2 separate regions of the Mus musculus genome follow, and region 2 is linked to region 1. A link is a contact called in public promoter capture Hi-C data. All regions are on one chromosome and are shown on one strand. Each heading gives the region's core, a stretch centred on a gene start, on an enhancer-like site or on the middle of the called end of the contact. The rest is flanking DNA. Distances are from core to core; before and after follow the strand shown.

Region 1 (4,079 bases), core at 921-3,420:
CCACCACTGAGATGGGTCACACCAACAGAAAGGAACCCATCTCCCAACTCCAAAGCCACTGACCATAGACAGGGCAGCTCACACACCTTGATTATCCGAGGACAGGAAGAGGAGCCGGCAGCACAGGTCTGAGAGTGGTGACAGGTCTGTCCTCTCCTCGTAGACACTACCTAGTGATCTGGCATTTTTGTCACATTGACCCATGCCCTATCCAGAACCAAGGGGCTATTGTGGCCTCCACATTTGAGACCCGTTCCCTCACAACAGGGAGAGACCACAGGTATTCCCATCCTTCTACCAGACAGCTTTCTACCAGAAACCAGTCAAGTCAGGGTGCTTGCCATTCTTTCAGAGAGTTTAAAAGCAGGATAGGATGTGTCCTGGGCCATGCAGGCACACCCATGGTATGTTCTTCCTCTAGAAAGAGGCCGCACCATCATCCTGTCCTTCAGAGAGAAAGGACCAAAGCCAGAAGGAACCAAGCGGATACATTAGAAGGCCCAATCCCCACGTGTCTTGAAGCTTGTCTGACAGCATGCACTGAGCAGAGCTGGGAACCTGGAAGGCAAGCCTGGGGCACAAGCAGACTGTTGTCTGCCCCGCAGCTGCCCTACCAAATCAGAGAGGCTAAGTGTGTGTTTCCCACTCCACGCCCCATTTCTTTCCTTACTAGATGATGAATCTTACTCTGTTGGTGACCTCCACCTCTATTCAGCTGAAACCTCAGACGTGCATGAAGTCAGTGCTTGACTTCACGTAGTTGGGCACTCTCTACACACCCTGGGTGAGAATGCAGACCAGGCTGGAGACAGGGCACATGACCACCCTGAGACAGGCTGGTTGAAGACAGATGGGTATCCCAGGCAGGGAGGGCCTACTTGAGCAAGTGCCCATGGGCTTGTGGGACAGTGGGGGTGCTCAAAGTCTCTATGCAAGCCTGGCCTCAGGGTGAATATATGCTCCCCAGATCAACTGTATATCCCAGGCTACAAATGGAGGTAACTCTGGCCCTGGGGAAACTGCAGTACAAGGGGGTCTTGGCCACGGCAGGAGTCCTGGCCATTGAAGATGCCCTCACCTGCCCTGTTACAGCTGGGGCTAGCATGGGGCTCTTTCTGGGTCTCTAATTCTCCACCTGCTTGTGGAAATCTCTGTGGCCTTCCCACAGCTTACAGAAGAAAGACTTGGTGACAGTCTGGTGGTTCTCAAGCACCTAGAGGGTACGTCACTGCTCAGGGAAGGCATTCTGCCAGACAGCAATGTTCTCCATCCAGGAAGAAGCAAGCACGGATTAAGCACCTAAGGCCAACTCCAGCCTATCACTGTTCCAGGAGAGACCTTTCCGGGTAGGGCTATGAAGGATGAAGACAGCAGGACAGGTGGATGAGGAGCCAGGTCTGGGCCTCAGAGCTGAACATATAACCAGCCAGACCACTACCACCTCAGTCGATTCACCTGGAATCCCAGCGGCTAAACCAGGCTCTATTTAATACTTAGTAAATAAACTAATCCTCTAGGCAAAAGGAAAGGCACTAAACGTTCAACAGGTCCGCACGGTAGTGTCATGGGCAGACCTAGCCTGCTCTCAGCTTCGAGCGCTCTTCAGTCAGGTTGACATGACCATTTATTTGACCACCCGGTGGACCGCCTCCTCCTCTCCTGAGCCCTCCAGCAGCTTAAAGCAATGCATGGGAAGTGCTGGGCGCCTGGGGTCGGGCCAGCCTTCTAGGAGGTCGCGCGGTGTCACCAGCCTCGCTCAGACAGCTGCGGGAAGGGATCAGTAGGCTGCGCGCCCGCATCCTTCTGTTCTGTCCCTGCCTCCGGCCAAGCCGCGGTGCTGCCAGGATCCCCAGACCTTGCACTCAGTGCGCACGGAAGGGTCAAGAAGACACCTGTCGCCGCGTACCAGCCAGAACGCCCGCCTGGCATGCCGGTCATCTCCTTACCTCCGGCGCATCCAGCCAGGAAGTCGAGCGCCATGGCCCGGCCCGGCGAGCCGGCTGTGTCTTACTACTCCTCGGGCCCGGCCCGCGGTTGGCCGTCGCGACTCCTGCTATCTGGCCTCCGGGCGCGCAGCCGGGTCGGGGAGGCGACTGGATGGCGACTCCTAGAAAAGCACTCCCCTGGCGTCCAGCTTGCCGGGCCTCACCTCGCACCGCTCGCACCGCCCCGTCGGCCTCAGCCCCCGCGGGGGCAGAGCGCAACCAATCGGTAAGCGAGGCACGGACACACCCCGTGCTCCGGGTGCCGCCGCCAAGTCTCATTGGCTGGGCGCGCCTGGAAGGTGTGGCCTCGGGCGCGGCGGGCGGGGGTGCCTCCCGGCTCAGTAGACAAAGACTGTGCTTCTCGGGCCCGCCCGCACGGCGCAAGGAAGGGGCAGTGCGGTGGGCACACTGCACACTGGAGCCCAGAACCTCCCAACCGCACGGTCCGAAGGGCGGCGCTCGATCTGCTTCAATCCTCGGACCCCTCACGGTATTTGGATGCGACTCTCCTGCTCAACCTCATCGTCCTTGCCTGTGTCAAGAGGACACAGTGGCGAGTGCACACGTGGAACGCCGCGACTCTCCCAAGGCCTACTTTGGTCTTGGACTCAGCTTGCTGGGAAAGTTCGAGAACGACCGCCCACTTGGAGGGGCCTCTGAGGCCCCGGATCTTCTTAAGCGAACGCGCAGGAGTACTGAGGACCCAGTGCACCCAGGCAGAGACAGGGACTTGAGTTTGAAGGACGTAGAAACGTTTTCAAACAGAAGGGGCCTGTGGATGGGGCCTGAGGATGGAAGGGTGCCGCCAAGCCCGACGTGTTCCTGGGAGCCGCCAGCAGGCCAGATCAGGGGCGCGGGCATCTGACTGCAGCTCTGGGCCTTGGGACAGGGTGAGCTAGGTGCAGGACAAGGAGCAAGCAGATATTCCAGGCTTGGAGAGCATTAAAGTTGAGGTGGGCTAAGAACCCGACGCGCCGCCCCCCACCCCCCCAGTTGCTGGTAATATCTACAACAGCAAGGAGTCTGGAAGCAAGTCCAAGTGATGGATACAGCCATCACTTACCGGGCCTCTGCTGGTCGTGACTTTCTTTTAAGCTGAGAGTGGAGTAACAGACTCCTGTGGTTACTCGAACTCTGCTCTTGCCTCTCCCCTCCCTAAACTGGGCGCGGAGTTGTGGGATGGCAGATCTGATGGAGGGGCAGCTCTGAGACCAGGGACCCCAGTGTTGTTTGAGAGGTGGTGTTTATCCTTGGAATTGAATGGACCCTTCGTGAAGCCGACACCCAAGTCCAGGCCTGCTGACCCCTAGTCCAGTGCTTGTGGTGGCTACTGGGCCCTGAACTAGGGGTCTGGAGACCTGGGTTTGATCTCCACAGGCTTTGAGTCATCTGGATGCCTTCTAAAGGCAGGTGGTAAGAGGAAGAAGGAAGTACACACTGGAACTGGGGTGATTGTAGGATCCCTCCTGAGGCCTTTGCCATTAACCCCAGCAATCCTCCTGCAGGGACACAGCCATAAGAATACCCTGGGGTCCGGTGGTAAAGCTCGGGTCTTCACGCCTCCACCCTGGTTTCTGGTTCTAAGAAACGGGAGGGCATCCGATGAGACAAGACGGCTCTTTCTGCCTGTGGCTTCGAGACAGGCTCTTGATATGTAGCCCAGGTTGGTCTTGAACTTGACACCTTCATGGCCTGCCTCCTGAATGATGACACCTGGTTACCTTTTCTTTCCCTGGAGGTGGAACTCGGGGTCTCATGCATGCTGGGAAGGCAAGAGGAGAACTTCCTGAGCCTCATCTCTTCAGCCCTTGTTCTGTGTTGAAGGGAACGTGCGTCAAAAAGCCAGAGAGAGGAAGACAGGTAGGAGCGTGGGAGAGCCTGCCTTCATGCGGATGTCATTCCTGGCATTAGCTGTGTGGAGCTCTGACCCCCTCTACGGAAGGGTTCAGGAGCCTCATACACACACATGGGTACTCACTCCATAGTTGAGCTGCAGAACCATTGGAGGGACTAGAGACCGACCCTGTAGAGATCCTGTGGGACCCTGTGGGACCCTGTGGGACCCTGTGGGCAGAGCTTGGGTGGGCCAGTTGT
Region 2 (4,079 bases), core at 797-3,296, 2.1 Mb after region 1:
CTGTGACATGTCCTCCAACAAACTCACACCCATTAGTGCTACTCCCTAAGAGCTTCCGGGGCAGATTTCATTTTTAAAGATCTGTTTTTATGTGTGTGAATGTGTGGGAGTGGCTGCTGAGGCCAGAAGGGTGACTGGTGGCCTGGAGCTGGAGTTACAGGTGTTTGAGAGCTGCCCAGTGTCATGTGGAGATCTAAATTCCAATGCTCTAGAACCGAGCCAAAAAATCTTCAGCTTCCAGTTTTATTTTTCTGTAATTTAACAAAACCTTCTTTAGGAGACTATACTATTTTGAGACTCTCTTCTTCTGACTTCCAAATTTAAACGCAACCAGAATTTATAGCTAAAATTCTACTTGTATATAATTGCTAACTTATCTGTAAGTTGCAATAAATATATTTGCAATAGTTAAATGCAAAAAGGGAAGTCATTGTCCTGGTTACTTTTGTGGTTAACTTGGTCAACCTGGGAAGAGAGAACCACAGTGTAACAACTGTTCGTGAGGATGTCTGCATGGTGAATGATGTACAAGGGCCTAACTCTCTGTGGTGCCGCAGCCCTTGGGCAATTGGTCCTGGGCTGTGTAAGAAACGATCTGAGGGGCTGGAGATGGCTCTGCGGACCTAGCACCCAAAAGAGGCTTACAATCAGCTGAGATTCCTATTCCAGAAGATACCATGTCCTCTTCTGGCCCCTGTGGATACAGCTGACACATGGTACGTTTACATAAATGTAGGTATTATACACGGAGAAGAAAATCCTAGGAAAAAGCAAGCCAGTAAGCAGCTATTCTTCATGGCTCCTGCCTCTGGTTCTGCTTGGGTTCCTACCGAGTTCCTTCATAGATGGATTGGGACCTGGAAGGGTAAGACAAATAAACCCTTTCCTTCCCAAGATGCTTTTTGGTGACGGTATTTTACCATGGCAACAGGAAGCAAGTTGAACAGTTATTTCCATCAAGAAGTCTTCCTGGACTCTCCCCCCCCAACCCCCGCCGCCGCCGCCCCCACTTCCACCCCTGGTTGCATTACGAGTCACTGCAGTAGACATATTATCTCCTATTCGTTGGCTGTCATCACATCCCCTAGTGAGTCAATTTCTTCTATTTCTTAATTCTATTTTCTCCGCAGGACTGAGTTCAACCACAGTAGGAGTTATGTCTTGTTCCCTCCCATAACTTGCACACACAGCTGATTGAGAATCAAACGGGCTCCATGGAGGAACTGCTCTCACCTCCTGCATTACATTCGTCCTTCTTCGGTAGGGGTCCCTAAGGGTGAGGATCACGGCTGACTAAGTTTGCCGGACCCACTTAGGAACCAAAAGCACAGCTCTGACTTCTAGACACTCAGAGACAAATGGGGAGATGTCAGTAATGTGAGTCGCAGGGCAGCTGGTAGAGAGAGAGGCACAGCAGTTTAGCTGCTTACCTCTTGTAAGCTACCAAAGCAAAACGGGACTCAGCAAGCCATACGCTAACGCACTGACCCATGCGACACGAACCGACAGAGACAGCCTTTATTACACACTGCAAGCTCCACGGCCCGTCTTACTGAATGCCGGAGTTTAGGGAAGGGTTCTCCGAGGGGCTGGCACGTCAGGCTTGGCTCCAATGTGCTCAGGGATGCTCTGAGCGTCACACCACTGACACTTCACGCACATCACCGCACTCAGACGACACTCACACCGTAATGAACAAGGCTCCCGGCAGCCCACGAGGTCCAGGCGCGCCCTGCATGTCACGTCGCGCGCGGACTCATGACCTCCCCCACCCACCCTCCCACCCCTCATGACCACGTCCACGACCTGCAGCCCCCACAACTAGGGAAACACAGCACTGTCACGCACCTTCCATGCGGCGGCCCACAGGTAGATTCCTGAGAAGACCCAAAAACCCGCCTGCGAACTGAGGAAGTGACGTCACTTCCGTCCTTGGGCCCGCCCACACTTGTGGCTCTGCCGCTCTAGCCCTCCGCGGAGTCACTGCTACTCTCTGAGGCCTAACCCGTTGCCTAGGCAACAGGCTCCCAGCAGCCCCTGCGGCCCGGAGTCCATCCCGCCTCCTCCGGGTTGGCGGGGCTGAGGTGTCCTGAGGGGCTGCCGCGGGAGGTGAGTTCGGGAGCGCGCGGGCGGGTGCCGGACGCCTCCGACGTCCCCGACGCCGCCCCTCGCCTTTCCTCCCCCTGGCAGAGCCGCCTTCCCCTGTCTCAGCCCCTCAGCGTCTCCACAGCCGCGTCGCCGTCCCCCTGGCAGCCGCCGCACGCGGCGCATCTGTCAGCCGGAGTCTGTGCAGAGCACCGGGCGTCGCAGCGTTCGCACACCGCCCCGGGCCGCCCTGGCGTCCCGGCTCCCCTCGCTCCTCCCCTCCTGCCCCACCCTGCATCCCTCTCGCGGCCGGCTCCAGGCTCCTCAGCCTGGAGATTGACATTGCGTTCTGTTCTGTCCCCCCGATCCTCAGCTGGATCCCTTACATTGCCGCTGGCTTGGCCGCCCAGTAGGAGTTGAGTAAGGGTTGGTTAAATGGATACCGAATGCCTCCCGGTGTGGCCCCCGAGGCGGAATGGACAGTGAATGGGGTGACCCTGGGTCAGACTCGGGGTCAGGTCATTGCGCTTCCCCTTCCTACCCGTTTACTGGAGCAAGTGTCAACTTCCTAGCTTCAGTTTCGTCATCCGTAAAATGATAAGTTTTTATCTTGGGATAGTGGAGGATTAAATGGGTCAGTGCATGCATGCACAGCCGACCGTCCAGGGTCTGACTGAATATGATCAAGGTTAGTCTCTGCTGTCACCCACACGGCTCTGTGGGCTTCGCTGCTTTTTCCTCTAGTCCCTTAAGTCTCTGGTTTCCCATTTCTTTCCATCTCCGTCTTTACTTTTCTTTCCTACCCTTTGTGCTTCCTTTCTTTCTCACCGATATTCAGGTATTTTTCTGTTCCATTTGTTGGCAGCATGTGAGGTGTATCGTTTTGTCGTTGACTGGAATGATCATTTGCAGCCAAGGTTTTGAAAACTTTTGGAGCAGGGAGTTGTGGGAAATCAGGTCCTAGGTATGAAGTTGCTCTAGTCTCTTATCGCCAGAGAGTCCTTGTCTTCGAAGCTGTTACACTTTTTGTACCTACTCGCACCCAGCTGTAATGCTGATATACCTGTGATCATTTTGTTTGTTTTTGCAACCTGACTTACAGCCCGTGTTTGTTCATTCATTGAGTGTTTACTAGACTTCCCTCATGCCAGTTGCTGGGCCAGGCCCTAGGGGTGTATGCTTACACTTCACACCTAGTCACTCCCTCAGGAAGGTTGGAGTCTAGCTCTTGAGATTTCAAACCTGAGAATCCCGTCTGGTTTGGGAATCATGGATGGGTAAAATGAAATAAAGTCCTTCAGGGGTTCACTCCCCCCCCCCACCCCGTAACTTTTAAAAATCGTGTTTTATGTGAATGGATGTCTTGCCTCCATGTGTTTTTGTGTACCCACGTGTGTGAAGTGCCTACTGAGGTCAGAAGAGGGTATCAGATGCCCTGGAAGTTAGCTGCCATGTGGGTGCTGGGAATTGAACTCTGGTCCTCTGGAAGGGATACCCTGTGTTACAGGCTGAGCTACCTCTCCGAGAGCCCTAAGCAGTTGTTTTGATGTAGCCACATTGTCTTTTTCAATGGAAGACTGGTTCTTATTGGGTTGGTTTTCAGTTTTTCTTAGGGAAGTTATCTTTTGGGGTTGAAGAGCTCGGAGTCCATTCATAGTAGCCTCTAATTTAAACAAAATAGCTGCTGGCACTTAGTGGAGAGGAGGAAGAAAGCAGACGACAACAATGATCTTGAATTTAGAAAGGTGAAGAACAAATTAGGAGATGGTTATATTAATAAGAATGGACGTTAGGGACAGGGAGTGTGGTAGAATCAGAAGAAGAAATTAGGTGGTGGTTTGTTTTATTTAGGGTTGTTGTTGTTTTCCAAGACAGGGTTTCTCTGTATAGGTGTGGCTGTCCTGGAACTCAGGCCAACTTTGAATTCAAAGATCCTGCCTGCCTCTGGCTGGAACTAAAAGCGTGTGCCAGCCCATCTGGTTTGGTGGTGTTTT

What was found. Promoter capture Hi-C pulls out the DNA fragments that hold promoters and counts their contacts.
Region 2: a promoter capture Hi-C map of hippocampal neurons shows a contact between it and region 1, with 11 times the contacts expected there. The contact joins the promoter of Tecpr2 here to the promoter of Slc25a29 in region 1. A contact is called at or near these places in 1 of 39 promoter capture datasets (hippocampal neurons), 2 of 115 datasets of contacts at active chromatin or transcription factors (astrocytes and large pre-B cells) and 3 of 9 other capture datasets (embryonic stem cells, liver and pancreatic islet).

What each region holds. Positions count from the first base shown.
Region 1 is chr12:108,833,706-108,837,784 of GRCm38.p6, forward strand. Slc25a29 (solute carrier family 25 (mitochondrial carrier, palmitoylcarnitine transporter), member 29) reads right to left here and starts at 2,171. Exons shown (of 4, transcript NM_181328.3): 1 at 1,947-2,171. The coding sequence starts at 1,980. It overlaps Mir345 (microRNA 345), which reads left to right and starts at 3,268; the gene lies at 3,268-3,363.
Region 2 is chr12:110,887,218-110,891,296 of GRCm38.p6, forward strand. Tecpr2 (tectonin beta-propeller repeat containing 2) reads left to right here and starts at 2,047. Exons shown (of 20, transcript NM_001289510.1): 1 at 2,047-2,109. Cinp (cyclin-dependent kinase 2 interacting protein) reads right to left here and starts at 1,928. Exons shown (of 5, transcript NM_026048.4): 1 at 1,849-1,928. The coding sequence starts at 1,855.